Linked DNA regions of Zea mays: region 1 is linked to region 2. A link is a contact called in public Hi-C data. All regions are on one chromosome and are shown on one strand. The core of a region is the stretch at or near the end of the contact, and the rest is flanking DNA. Distances in the headings are between cores, read along the strand shown.

What was found. Hi-C and Micro-C count contacts between places; a contact is called where the count stands out from the background.
Region 1: a contact with region 2 is called in a Hi-C map of bundle sheath, with 6 times the contacts expected there. The contact joins the promoter of LOC100285048 here to the promoter of LOC100281668 in region 2. A contact is called at or near these places in 5 of 25 Hi-C or Micro-C datasets (bundle sheath, ear, leaf and 1 more).

What each region holds. Positions count from the first base shown.
Region 1 is chr4:96,371,964-96,375,624 of Zm-B73-REFERENCE-NAM-5.0, forward strand. It overlaps LOC100285048 (pepsin A), which reads right to left and starts at 2,041. Exons shown (of 10, transcript NM_001157943.2): 1 at 1,660-2,041; 2 at 1,421-1,550; 3 at 1,076-1,326; 4 at 768-995; 5 at 66-228. The coding sequence starts at 1,907.
Region 2 is chr4:96,174,277-96,178,119 of Zm-B73-REFERENCE-NAM-5.0, forward strand. LOC100281668 reads right to left here and starts at 2,384. Exons shown (of 7, transcript NM_001154588.2): 1 at 1,969-2,384; 2 at 1-227. The coding sequence starts at 2,211.

The sequences.
Region 1 (3,661 bases), core at 791-3,290, 200 kb after region 2:
TCACAAATTGTTCTTGATCACTACTCCGCACAAAGATTGTTTGTTTCATGCAGAAGTTCCCATACCGCAGTCAGCAAAGTCCTATAAACTTCCCTCGGAAGATATGCCAGTGTTGTCCCGCTGTCAATGATAGTTCCTTTACTGTCACCCGAATCAAAAGTACTTGTAGGAAGCTGAAGTGTAGCACCACCAACAGAAATTCCTTGCAGATTGACATTGTAGTGTGTCCTGTGGTAAATTTCAATAAGAGGTTCCAGAGCATCATTCAAAAGAATACATGCGGAAAAAGTAATTGAAGAGGATGGTAGCTTTACTATTTACATAGATAAATCCAAGGGGCGCACATGAAGAGTAAACCAAGACATTGGCATTAAAAGCTGTAAGGATAACTGGATAAGAACTTGGGAGTTGGGACACTTTGATATATTGTACTCCCTCTGTCCTGTCCCTGAATAAATAAAACACATTTTGGCTGGAAACAGGTCGTGCTTCAAGATCGATTTTCAACGAATAGTGATCAGGAAACGGTCAAAGCTTTTGTGTCTATAATGTCAAAGCTTTGGATGTTGGGTCAGTCAACTCCGCTTAGCACAAACTAAACTAACTACCAAGAGTTCCGGCTGATAAGCCATGGCAGGGAAAATCAAACAAACTAAACTATCAGTCAACAAAGACTACCACGAGAGCAGCTCAAAGTAGATGAGACAGAAAATAGGTATGATGAGGATGGAAACGGGGGGAAAGCAGAGCAGAGAGCACGTACGCGCGCGTTGGGCACCAACGGCGTCGTCTTCACTATGGGGGGCTGTACCACATTGCCAATAGCGAAGATACCACCACCACGCACAGTGTCCAAGCAGTGAGCAAAAATCTTCCTCACTTTACAAGCAGCAGCCAGCTGCGACAGCATCGACGCATCCGACTGGCCGAACCCAAGAATCCCATCAAGCGCCTGGCTCGACGATCCCAGATCCCCACCAAGCTGCGCACCACACCTGCAGCACGGAAAGAGCGGCAGAATCAACGGACGAGTGGTCCCCCAGGCCAGGTGCACTTGCTCCCCCAAGGCTCTCACCCAAACGTGATGCTGACGTTGGACGGGGTGGTCTGGCCATTGCCGGACACCTGATTGTACTGCACGAAATCTGTGACGTAGAAGCCGGTCGTGGAGCTCCCATCTCCGTAGGTGATCCTGAACTGGCACGGCGACGCCGCCGAGGGGCACGCGGGGGGCACGCCGCTCGCCGCGCTGTTGGCAACGCAGAACTCTTGTTCGCACCCCACCGTGGTCCCGCTGCCGGCCGAGTCGTACTGCGTCAGCTCTATCTAACAACCAAACCCAGCACGATCCTTTTTCACGAGAAAAAAAAATCTTCTAAGAGACAAAAGCATGGCGCCATGGCTGGCTGGAGAGCATTACCCCGAGGCCGCTCCTGGTGGGGCAGCCGTCGCAGCTGATGCCGTTCACCCAAAGGATATCGCTGCCGGTGTCCACCTGCACGTAGTAGCCCTTGGGCGGCGAGCCGATCTCAATCCGCGTGTAGTACAGGCTGCGCTGCGCAGAAACCCCAGTCAGACACGCCAAGAGAAGCCTACTATGTATCATCATCACCGCAGCCAGAAACGCACACGCGCAGCCGATGCTGATAGATCACCTACCCGGTCGCGGTGGGGAGCCCGACGCCGCCAAGGGGCAAGTCAACGGCACCAAGGAGCCGGCCGTTGCGGCCCATGTCGTGCCTCAAAAGCGCCGCGAGGCGGTGCTCCACCACGTCCCCGCCTCCGTGGCGCGGGAACTTGCGGCGCACCTGGAAGAGGCCGGTGGCGGCCGCGCGCTCCACCGACAGCAATGAGAGGAGGACGAGTAGCATCGAGAAGAAGCTGGAAGCGCGGGGCACCGCCGCCATCGATCCGATCGGGCTCTGGCTTTGCTACTTTGCTTAGTGCGGAGGTCTTCCTACTCCAGGCAGAGGCAGCCAGACGGTGAGGTCGCAAGGGAACGACGATTGTGTCCGCCTTCTGGTAAGGCGCAGAGAAGAGTGTGAGGAGCGGGAGCACAAGGGGAAATTTAATAGGCGTTGCTTTCAACGGCCCGTGTTTAAATCAGCCGGGAGATACTGATATTTCTTTCCTTCCATCGTATAACCCTGTACAACCCTATACGATACTCCAAATATAAAACATAACTAAAATACAAAATAATATATTTGACATGTTTTATTATATTCATTATACCAATCAGAACATTAAATAAATTAAATTAAGTAATCAGCTAGTCATTTGTTTCGAATATAGTAGAGCCAAGACATAGTATCTTTGCCAAGAAACGTGTCCTGGGTTTTTTTACATTTACACCCTTATATGCATTCGAAGATATAGTTCAAAACATCTATTATACATGCCATAATTACATGGAAACGAATCATGTGCAAACCAATTATTTGGTACAAATCGTGCAAATAGACATGATAATTTTACAAAACAACCTTACCGGCGTGTATCACCTTTTAAAATGACCCTTCAACCTCTTTTGATATATTTTTAAATTTACCCTCCCACCTTCACCAATATATTGATTTGCACGGTTTGCACTAAGTGTTTGGTTTGCACCTGATACGTTCTCTAATTGCATACATGTCTCCGATATTAAAACTCGGTGGCGTTTGAGTCTGCCTCTGCCCTCGGCGGGGTTTTACAGAGGTGGCCTAGGTGGACAGTAATATCCTGGCCTTAAGAATGTAGCCATAATTTTTGTACAAAGGGAGTCATAAATAAAATGTAATAGATTATATGTAATATATGGGTGTCTGATTTCAGTTTAAATTTAACTTCATAGACTACCTATTTTTCTCAAACGCACAAATAACAAAATAGTCAATATTTATTGAATCGATCACTAATTATATATACTTAAATGCTTAAAAACTAGTTGCAATTCATATGTATTTATATCTTTGTACAAACCTAAGAGGGCTCGGGCCCCTACTAGCTATTCTTTGTCTACGACACTGTATGGCCCAAGGCTTAATATGATTAATGGAAAATCCATACCAACAAGGTTATTTTGTTTTTCCGTAAGCCTACTTCGAAAGAACCTTGGCCCGAAACAATCTGCGGAGGCACGTTAGTTCCCGCACCTTTGCTCGTGCTCCTCTGCTAGACAATCGACGACCTCATGGACCTCCTCCTCTAGGCCATCCTTCGTCGCCTCACCCCTGCGGCCTATCCGACCTCCTCCGTGTAGCACTCACCTGCCACCGCTGGTGTTCGGCCACCACCTGCGCCCTCCCACGTGTGTCGCTCCTCCTCGGCTACTTCTTCCACACTGAATGTCCCGCCATGCTGACGTCGGACAAGAACCACCACCCTGTTGTCTTTCTTCGGCTCAACGCCTCCTCCCCGCAACTCTCACTCGGCCTCACTATGAGGCGATGCCAGGATCCATATCCAAGAAGAAGGAAAGCAATATACTATAGTTAACTTTGTTGGTTTTTGGTCTCCATGTTAGTAGTCAACAATTTGAATATAATATTTTACTTATTATGATATCCAAAATTTCAACTCATGTTAGTAAATTTATGATGGTTCAAGACCCCGATAAATCATATCATATTGTGTATGATTCATGGATTAAATCGAGCACTCCTCTCCGGGTGAGTTG
Region 2 (3,843 bases), core at 1,134-3,633:
ATAGGATCCCACTTCGATGGAACAGCCTTTTTTACTTCATCTCGAAGAACTAATGGAGAAGCCTTTAGATGCAAGTTGTACAAAGAAATGAAATATCCGTCGAATGCTAGATGCTTGGTCTCTTTGGCATCAGTCAACCAAGCTCCACTTAATTCAAAGAGAGCATTAAAATAGCCTGAAGGAACTTTCCCTTGGACTGAAGATTTCTGATTAAGCAATTCTGACATCTAATCAAGGAAATTAAAATGTGAGCAGAATAAATTGTAAACATTTTGCAGATGGAGTACCACAGCTGTACTTAACAACATAATGAACTTTAGAATCAAACTTGTTTTAGTCACCAATTAACCTTTTTAGTAACTTCGATCAGTTCTACTGTCATGTTACTAGAGAGTAACATTCCAGTGAAGAAATAAAGAAAAAGCGGCTTTTAACCCTGATAAACAGGGAATAACCACCTCCAAATGTGAAAGGAGCAGATTTTCAATGTTACAACCCAAAATACTAAACTACTTTTAGAAGGGAAAACAGGAAAAGAAACACCGAGCTAGCATAGTAAGGGCACATGAACAGTAGGAAACACAGCCATACTCACTTTATCAGAAACAGGGCAATATTAAATGTTGAAGTGTTAAGCAAAGAGATGGTAACCTAGTCATGGTCTTGACTCATAAGCAAATGACACAAACCTACCATGTGAATTGTACTTAAAACCAAGGCGTCAAGTAAAGCTGCTTTTCACCTTGATCGAAAAGCAAGAAGGTTCTACACATTTAACAGGCCACATGGTCCAATGACATGCTGCAGTCGTGCACCAGAAATACATGAAAATTTAGTTGTCCAAAACCACCCCCAAAAGTCCCACAAATATTTTTTTTGTCATAGACTTGCATTATATACCAGCTACCATGACAAGGACTAGCATTTCCCTGCCACGGGGTTACACACCATTTGCTATCTTGCTAGACTTCAGTAAGCAACCTCTGAAGTCCAAGGTGGATTGCCGTGGAGTGGTTTCACATTTGCTTACTTGCCGTCCACAAAAGCTGAATTCCACCGGAAGCTGCTAGTCTGAATGTCACCAGAGTCCTAATCGCACATCAGCGTGATGTAATGCGCACCGAACCGAATCGTTGAAGGATTTGCAGGGAAATTAATTGCTGCCTGCCAGATCGAGGAGCCATGATGAAGGAAGGCAATATCCGCAGCCGATACAGGTGGCCGCCGAACTCCGGTAGGCCGTAGGCATCAGGATCAGGCACGCAGCTCAGCAAAAGGGATCAGCAGGATAATTCCAGGACGCCAGACATTCTCCGGCGTTAATGAATGGAAGGCAGTAGCATCTCGATCCTGATGCTCCGCAGACCAGGAAAGCTTACACGGTTGTTGGGGCGCGCAGACTAGCTACAGCCACTAGTACCACGTACAGTAATATAGAATTTGTGCCCGCACGCAAAAGAAACGAAGACGGGTGTGGCTTCTACTACAACTGTTGATAATGATTGAACTTTAAGCACAGTACTTGGATTAGTTGACTGGCATATCATGTGAACGAGAAAAATAATGGCCATACCGCGTCATGAAGCAGAAAAAATGGTTTTTAATTATTATAAAAGAAGAAAATGATGAAACTGGAAGGCAAAGAGAAATTCTGACGCCCAAATCAGATGGGCAATTTTTGAAGCAACCAGCGTCCAGCGGACGAGAAGGTGAATTCAACCATGAGGCGTTGATTCGGCTCGCGATGCTGCGGACGCAACAAGAAGACATCAAAGGCATGATGAATCCAACCCCATCCGATCCCCCAAAATCCATGACCACCACCAATCACGGCATCAGAACAGGCAACCCGCGGGATAAAACGGGGCAGCCAGGTCAGTCCGTCCGATCACGCGGCGCGCTGGAACTGGAAGTAGAAGCGGGAGGGAGCGCGGCGAGGAGACCGTGGCGCGCGGGCGTGGTACGCACCTGGTTGAACTCGAGTACGTCGGAGCGAAAGCGGATGCGGTCTCCCTTGTCGACGCCGACGTCGCGCGGCACCGCGCGGAGCGTTGCCCCGCCGCCGCCCGGGAGCGGCACGTCCCTTGTCTCCTCGCCGAGCTCCACCAGGCGCCGCCCCTCGCTGGCCTTGGCAAACCGCATACGGAAGTCGGACGTGAGGTCAAACCCGGCACCGAGCGCCCGCACCACCTCGTCCCCCGCCGCTTCCATCACTGCACAGTGCGCGCGCGCACACACACCTCCTCTCCCTGCCCTTCTCCTCCTCGTCGCCTTCTAAAGATAAGATGCGCCTTGGCAGGCAGCTACGTACGATGATGAAGCACCCAACCGCCGCCCGAGCGCATGCCTCTCTTCAACGGAAGACGAGACAGGAGAGGAGAAGGTGAAGAGGGAAGGTTTGACTATGGAAAGGTCGGACGAAGGAAGAAAAAAAAGAGGGTTGGTGGTGGCAAGGGAATGCGGCACGTGGGGCCCGCAAGGGTAGGGGGGAAGCGGGAAGGAAACAGGAGAAGAATGCCGCTATTGCCACTTGTACGCTGGCACTGATCGGACACAAAATAAAAACGAACGAGCGGGGCGGATGGATCGGGCCCCCGGGTCGTTTGCGCGGTTTTGAGTTTTCGCCGCAGCAACCGCGGCTGACGGTTGCGGTCCACCGCGGAGAGGATGGTCGCCTGCTGCTCGGGGTGCTGCAGGCTGTGCAAGAAAGCCCGTACCATATGAAAAAATGGTTCATCAGAGATATACAACTCAACCTTTTACAAAATCAAATAACTATTTATTTTTTAAAAGTTGAGTGGTATATATAAAATCAATCAAAAAAATACGGTACCGAAATCGAAACATGTATTGCTAGACCTTAAAATCATCTGATTTTATTGATTTGGAATCAGTCCGTTGCTCGGTCCGCGTACCATAATAGGAGATCGTTCGATCCTTGGATTCCTTCACGCAGCAGTAGATCGTCTCAAGGTCTAGTGATGCAGGTATAGGCCTTGGGACCATGGTTTTTTCCCATACCATATAAAGACTAAAAAAATCATTGAGGACTTCTCGTTTCAATAATTTAATCATTATATTTGGTGGTCCGGATCACCAAAACTAGTGTTTTTCAACTTATATATCACTACTACTATTAAGACAGCAAAGTGGGCGTCTGGCGCGGCCAATGCCACCGCCTTGCCCCCCCTCAAAGTCTGCCATGTGGCCCCGCCTCGCCTTTCCCTCCGCGTAGCCGCGCAGCCGTGGTGTGGCCGGCCGTCTCGGAGGCTGCCTGACCCGCCATGCCCCTGCCTCGCCTTCCCCTCCGCGCAGCCGCGGTGTGGTCGACCGTCTCGTAGGCCGCGCCGACCCGCCGTGTCCCGCCTCGCCTTCCCCTCCGCGCATCCTCCTCCTCGCCGCCGCAGAGGCCAAATACGATGAGGATGTCTGAGGCTAGCGACTTCATCATCCCCGCCGCCGTCGCCGACCAGGGCCGCTTCGACGTTGGCCAACGTACGCCGCACATCTCGCCACAACTCCTATGTCCTTTCCCCACAGATATTGACCATCGACTATTGATTTCTCAACATTGTTTTTTTTCCAGTCTGGTAGCCAGAAGAGGGTTCGCTAGTGGCCTCCGAGGGAGAGGCGCGGGCGCTCGGACCCATCGCCGGTGGCCTCTACATGAGTGGGGCTTCAACAACTCCTCATCGGCACCGCCTTCGTGGTCATGCAATGGGTGCTCGTGTCATTGGTGAAGCTCTCCCCCACTACGACCATGTCTGGCGGCAACAAGAATAGCTACTAGGACAACCTCATTGAGGAGAAGGGGCAGTGGTAGACACTTTTCTCCCATCTCTC